2 separate regions of the Zea mays genome follow, and region 2 is linked to region 1. A link is a contact called in public HiChIP or PLAC-seq data. All regions are on one chromosome and are shown on one strand. Each heading gives the region's core, a stretch centred on a gene start, on an enhancer-like site or on the middle of the called end of the contact. The rest is flanking DNA. Distances are from core to core; before and after follow the strand shown.

The links. HiChIP or PLAC-seq counts read pairs in DNA pulled down with a chosen protein or histone mark.
Region 2: a contact with region 1 is called in an H3K4me3 HiChIP or PLAC-seq map of leaf, with 7 times the contacts expected there. The contact joins the promoter of LOC103641469 here to the promoter of LOC103638807 in region 1. A contact is called at or near these places in 14 of 25 Hi-C or Micro-C datasets (bundle sheath, ear, endosperm and 5 more) and 1 of 3 datasets of contacts at active chromatin or transcription factors (leaf).

What each region holds. Positions count from the first base shown.
Region 1 is chr9:107,134,201-107,137,597 of Zm-B73-REFERENCE-NAM-5.0, reverse strand. It overlaps LOC103638807 (zinc finger protein WIP2), which reads left to right and starts at 1,817. Exons shown (of 2, transcript XM_008661621.3): 1 at 1,817-2,687. The coding sequence starts at 2,073.
Region 2 is chr9:107,276,053-107,279,449 of Zm-B73-REFERENCE-NAM-5.0, reverse strand. It overlaps LOC103641469, which reads left to right and starts at 1,660. Exons shown (of 3, transcript XM_008664820.4): 1 at 1,660-1,788; 2 at 1,863-2,055; 3 at 2,140-2,516. The coding sequence starts at 1,676. The coding sequence ends at 2,436.

The sequences.
Region 1 (3,397 bases), core at 568-3,067:
TTTCTAATGGATTCATAAAATAAGTAATGTGTTTTATACATGTGTCTAAATTCATCATTATCCATTTAAATATAGACAAAAAAGTCAAGAGCTAAAACAACAACTCCCTCCATCCCAAAATAATATCCGTTTTAGGCTCTTAATAGATTCATACAATATTTGATGTATGTGTTTTGTATATGTGTTTAAGTTTATTGTCATCAATTAGAATATTAACACAAAATAAAGACCTAAATCAAATAGTGTATTGGGAGTTGAGACGGAGGGAGTACTAATTTGGAATACAAGGAGTATTTTTTGTGCATATTTTGTACAGTATACGGTAATTTGTATTCTAGTGACTGCGTCCTCCAAAACTACGCTCTTTTTTTGTAATTATAAGCGTGCGCTGGCCGAGCAGCTGTGTGTTACTTCCTGGCACACCACCTACTAGTCGTAGCCGCCTCTCCTGGCCCTCTAATTAAACTTTCTCTCTCTAGGTGGGACACACCGGTCCAACATGCATGTACCGCTAGCATGATGCATGCATGAAGCTTGTTGTCACGGAGCCATCTAGGTACTAGTCTATCTCCTTCTCTGTGATCGTCTCTGTTTAATTCTGAGCATGTTTAGGACTTGACACGCGCATGTGCACGTTATAGTACTCGTCTAACTTATTGTTCTGTCGCGGAGCATGATCTTAGTAACACATATGATTACACACTCGTCTATTTTTAAGTGACAAATATATATATATATATATAGTTCGTGTAAACGCTATGATCCCGAAGAATGGAGATAAAGGGTCGGCGGTGGTTGGTGACGGCGGCGCGAATGACGGTGTCACGGGAGAGGGGGAGCTAGCTAAGGATGGCGAGGTTGCGGAAAAGGGAGAGGGTCGAGGGATAAAATATGATTCATAATATTGTTTCTTGGATTTGAGTAAGGAAGAGTGGTTATTCGGCTATCTGAACCGTTGGTTTTGACAGTGTGTAATTCTGGTTGTAATTTTTTTGTGGATTTTAGTCGAGGTTATGGGTCGTGGGGTGGTTTGGCTGAGTGGCTTTTTTTGCAAACTTTAAACTGATAGATTATTATTAGTGGTACATATAGATAGAGTGTGTATATATTTTTCTCATATGGGACAATTTCTTGTATGCCACCAACATTAACCAATACCTTATTTATCGTCGTAAATGTTTTAATTCATTTTGTGCCACTTAGATAGTGGTACATAAGAGATTATGACATGCAATTTTTTTAGAGCGTGTTTGAATGCACTATAACTAATAGTTAGCTACTAAAATTAGTCGAAACATCCAAACAGTCTAACTAATAGTTCATCTATTAGATACTTTTAGCAAATTAGGTAATAGTTAGCTATAGCTAGCTATTTGTTAACTAGCTAGCTAATTCTACTAACAATTTTTAGTCAACTAACTATTATCTCTAGTGCATTCAAACACTACTAACCTCCTATATCACTAATGATAGTATGGAAGGATAAAAAGTGCTATAGAAGTGACGTTACCAAGTAAAATTATTGTAGCATACAGAGATTTTTTTCGTACAGGGTTCACGCGTGCATGTTTTCAACGAGTGGAATAAATTTCGTATGATGCATAGCAGGTGGAATATTTGGTTCCCAAACTATACTTCCAAGTCCCAAGATTTTCACCATGCATTTACTGAGTATACAGCATACACTACTACTTGAGCTTCAGTATGAACGCCACTTTCCGAACCTTTGCGTTTGTTCCTACTCGTCATCAACCTTCATCTATTCTCTCTGCTGTCAGCCAGGAGATATTCACCCCACTCTTGCCTCTTCTCTCTTTCTCTCTCCCACACACACTTTCTCCATACCCCTCTCTCTCTAGTGAGCTTCCCTTTCCTCCACTACAACCTCAATTACACCTTTAGGGCTGCAAGCACACGCTTCTCTTTCACTCTCTCTCCATAGGGAGTACCTACTAGCAGCTGCAACCCTGGCCATCTCATCTCTCTCTCTCTCTATAATAGTTCCCCATCTCCCTCCCAGCCACAGCTCTTCCTCTTCTTCTCTATCTTCAGCTCCACTCCACCACTCCACCATGGGAGACCCCTACAGCAATTTTCTCAGAGGCCACTACTCCCACTTACCTCCCTCCAACGCTCCCCCCGCCACCTCCTTCCCCAGCAGCTACGCCTCCTCCTACTACCTCCACCACCCGCCTCCCCACTCCCCTCCCATCAGGGAAGCCCTCCCCCTCCTCAGCAACCTGACGCCATCGTCAGCGACCAACCACAACCACGGCGGCGGCGACGTCCGAGATCACAAGGACGGCAATAAGCGCGCCACTTCGCGCAGCAACCAAGAAGAGGCCGATCAGGCCGCCGCCGGGGAGGTCACGGTGGCCTTGCACATCGGCCTGCCCAGCCCCGGCTCCGGCCCCAGCCCCTCCGAGTCGGCGGCGGACGGTGGCGATAGCCAAGAACCATCAGCGGAAGGGAGGAGCCAGCAGCATCAAGGCGTCGACCATGAAGCGGGGGAAGAGGAGGAAGCGGAGGAGGAGGACGCCATGACGGTGGGCTGCGCGTCCATCGGGATCGGGAGGCTGACGAAAGGGCAGTACTGGATCCCCACCCCGTCGCAGATCCTCATTGGGCCCACCCAGTTCTCCTGCCCCGTCTGCTACAAGACTTTCAACCGATACAACAACATGCAGGTGAGGGGCAGGCGCAGCTCATCCCTGAGTCTCATCGATCGATCTGACATGCTCTTCCTGTTCTTGCTGTGCCTGATTTTGATCGATTTGGTGCTGGTGCTGGGTTCCGCTCTTTTTTTCGTGATTATCACCCGCTGCGTCTCGTCTATCATCTTTAATTTCCTTTCATTTTTGTGAATTTCCTTCCCTATATCTTTTTGTGTTTCCTCTTCCTTGCTGCATGGATTCGACCATCAGAAGAGATGTGCATGCATGCATCCATCACAAGCTCAGGAGTAGTACTAGACCTGCAGGCTTGGATCATTCAATCCTCCTCTCTCTCCCCCTTCTCTCTGATCCCATGTACCTTTGATTTGATTGAACCGAGCAGCAGAAGGGAGAAGCAGGAGCGACACAGAGGCATGCAGTAATGGCTGCCGTGCCATTGGCATGGGGAAGGACTCTGAAGAGCCTGTGTTAGCTACCTAGGAGTAGTAGTAGTGTGCAGTGTTGTTGGAGTCTGCGCCTTATTGTGCCTTTTTTTTCAATTGGAGAGACTGCAGAGAGAAATAGGGGCAGAGAGAAAGAGAGATCTGAGATGAAAGATCTGGCAAAAAGGCATCTTTATCTTTGCCTGATCAGTTCCTTCAGGCTTACACAGATGTGCTTCTCAAGCAACAAACAAGGTCTCATCTCCTCAAGGCTCCTCCTCCTCTCTCTCTCTCTCGCGG
Region 2 (3,397 bases), core at 411-2,910, 140 kb before region 1:
AGTTCATAAGCTTTTGGTTCGTCAACCTTCACCAAAAGGCAGGGGGCATATGTTGGAAACCAAAAAGTGCCTCGCGGACGGTCCGGCCCTGAGGCCGGACGGTCCGCGGTGGTGGCGCGGACGGTCCGCGCGTGCACAGTGTCAGTTAGGGTTCCTAGTTTCTCACGGGATTTGTTACCTAAAACCACGGGTTTAACTCGGGAAACAGTTTGAAGCAGATCCAGACCTCCCCCTTTATATAGATGAAGGGCTACGGTCGATTGAACCCCCAACAATCGATCAAATCAAGTCTATTTCTCGTTTTTACCTTATGCGTTAGGAGTAGCTCTAGTTTAGTTCTAGTTTAGTATCCCAATCCTCAAATTCTCCACTTCTCTTCGACTCTACGTCGATTAGAGGAGTCTAGGTCGGTCCACCGGGCCTAGACAACACCTAGGATCTCTCCTCCCCGACGGGGTCCCTCCCGGGAGCGAGATCCAGGCGCCGGCGGCGACCTTCGCCGCCCCTGCGCACGCGCGGACCGTCCAGCCTGTAGGCGCGGACCGTCCGGCCGTTAGGCAGGGAGCCCAAGCCCCTGCACTGGGTCGTGGACCGTCCGGCCTCTGGCCGCGGACCGTCCGCGCCTCTGCAGAGAGCACCGCCATAGTTCGTATTGAGTGATTGGCGCCCCCATAAAGGCACCAACAATACTGTTCACCATGATAAAGGTTTTATCAAAAAGGGAATTAGTCCTCTTTATTTTTAAATTAAAACTTGACCAACTAAAAGCCACCATATGAGCTGGCCTACTATACAACCAGTCCACTTATCCCAAAGTGCAGTACATGTTTAGTGTGAAAGAACTCACCCTTGCCTTTTTTTCACCCACCTCTATGTACTCTTACTACACAGAAGGTGAAGAACATGTGTCCTAGACACCAAGAGTACCAGGACTTTGACAAATTCTAGGCACGTGATCAACTAGTCAAATGTAAGGGATCTTTACTAGTGGATTTGTTATAAAGTTGTTTATGTTAGAATACTATTATTCATTACTAATGAAGCAATGTGCCTTTAATATAATCCACTACATGTGATTTCTATCCTGTCACATGTATAGTGATCATTCGGTTATGTTCATAAAACACTACCAAACTCGCCTTCTTTGCCTAGTGCCCCAGACAGTTGGCAAAGGCCTTTTTGTACTCGACAAAGGCTTTGCCGACTGTACTCGACAAAGAACACTCGGTAAAAAAAATGTCGACAAGGGGCTCTTTGTCAAGTGTCTAAAAACAGTCGGGAAAGGAAAGCACTCAACAAAATAATAATAAAAAACAAAAGAACAACAAAATATTATTTGACCATTTTTGCATTGAATTTGTTGCTTCATAGTCAACAGATTCGAACCCATAACCTCCTCCTCATGTGTGACCTCTACCAACTTTTTTGCAATTTGGCCCTTTTCGGGTTTTTTTCCCACATTTATGCCCCTGGCAGTTTCATTTCAAAAAATGGACCCTTAGCTCGGCGCCGTCATCATTGGCGCCGAGGTTCTGTGTGCCGGCGCCAATCTTATTGGCGCTTATACGTCAGACGTCGGTGTGACCTGGATCTACGTGGCACGTACCTCGGCGCCATAGATCTTGGCGCCGAGGTAGGCGCCCGGTCAACGACGCCTACCTCGGCGCCAAGATCTATGGCGCCGAGGTACGTTCCTATAAATAGTACCCTACGTCTGGCTTGTTGCTGTGCTCATTTCAATTCTTCTAAACTAGAGATGTCTAGGCGTGGTAAATATGCTAAACAAAGGTAAGTTTTGGATCTGCCTCTTATTTTGTGAGTTTATTATATTTCTGATTGTTATAGAGTTTATGGAAATTTAGGAAGGGTCCTTTGACCGGAACTGCCTTCGACCCGCTGCCTTTGCCAAGTGGTGTTCCAGTGCCTATGTGTTTTTGTGGTGATCCTTGTAAGGTCGATAAGTCTGAAGATCATGACACCTATCGACAGAGGTATTGGATGTGTGCTAACTTTGCATTTGAGCCAACTATTGTTCAACGTCGGATGAATTTAATGGTGAGAATAGTCTTGTTATATGTTTACATTTGTGAATGTTTTTGTAAATGTTTTTTTGCGTACTAATAATTGCACATTTTGTAGACTCCTCCACCGCTATGTGATTTTGAGCAGTGGATTGACACAGAAATATCAGAGAAAGATAAGAAGTGGCTGGAGAATCTTCAAAAGTGGGATGCAGAGGACAAAGAGAGGATGAAAAAAAGACGAGAGGAGCTTGCTGCCGAGCAACAACGTGAAGACGAAGAGAAAATGAGGCGTGTTGCTGAATGCAGGGAAGATAAGGAGAAGAAGCTTGAGCGTGCACGTCGTGCAAAGGAAGCAATGGAGGAGAACCCTGATGCATTTCGCAAAGGCAAATGGCCCCGTTGTACTCAGTAGTATTGGTGTTTTATTTGAAGTTATGTAATAATGAACTTATTATTCGGTAATATGTATTGTCGAACAATGATATTTCGTAATGAATTACCTTCAAATTGATGAAAAATTACATAAATACATAATTGATGAAAAGTAGATTTAAAGCAATTCTTGAAGGCGACTTGAAGCAATTGAAATAGATAATCAACACGCTGAAAGCAATTGATACATAAGAGTTTTCTAGTAGTGCTCCCACATTCCAAATTGAGTTGACCCTTCCCCATAGTATCCTCCCATTGTTGGTGTCTGCTGTGGGTGCGGTGGAGACGACGGAGGACCAACATTCTTGTTGTGACAAGGGCAGCAACAATATGGATCTGGGCATACTTGCACCTGTGAAGCACCACCATTGTTTGTGTCTCTTTCTTCCTCATCATTTTTGTTGCTTACTTCTCTCTCTAGATCAAATATCCTATTCTGTAGGTAGGATATGTATTCCGCATGAGGAAAAATTGGACGAGGATCTACCCAACGAGTGAACCCACAATTCTCATTGACCAATGAATGCTGCATAAATGTTTATAGTTAGTTTCACTGAACAACAAAAGTATTTAGAAAAAAGGACTACAAAATAATTTGTACATATGCATAAGGACATCTGAAGAAACGCCGGCCTCCATCAATTCCACCCTCAACGAACATCTGCACCAAGCAATCCTCGCCATGCATGCACTTCGGCCAATCTTCTCTCCTATTATCGTAGGACCTAAGTCTAACCTCTTTGTTGAAATCTTCTCGCCGTCAGAAGTAGTACCAGCTTGAAGGAATACCTCATATGTCCCTGACTGTAAGTCAAAACAATCAACAGTGTGTGTGTTTGCCCTTTCCTTTGCCTTCTCTAGAAAGGTCTTAGGCTTTGGAGCCCATCTCTCTCCCTCATTCTGCAATCCAACTGCGTGGGTGTGTCTATCATTAAACCATG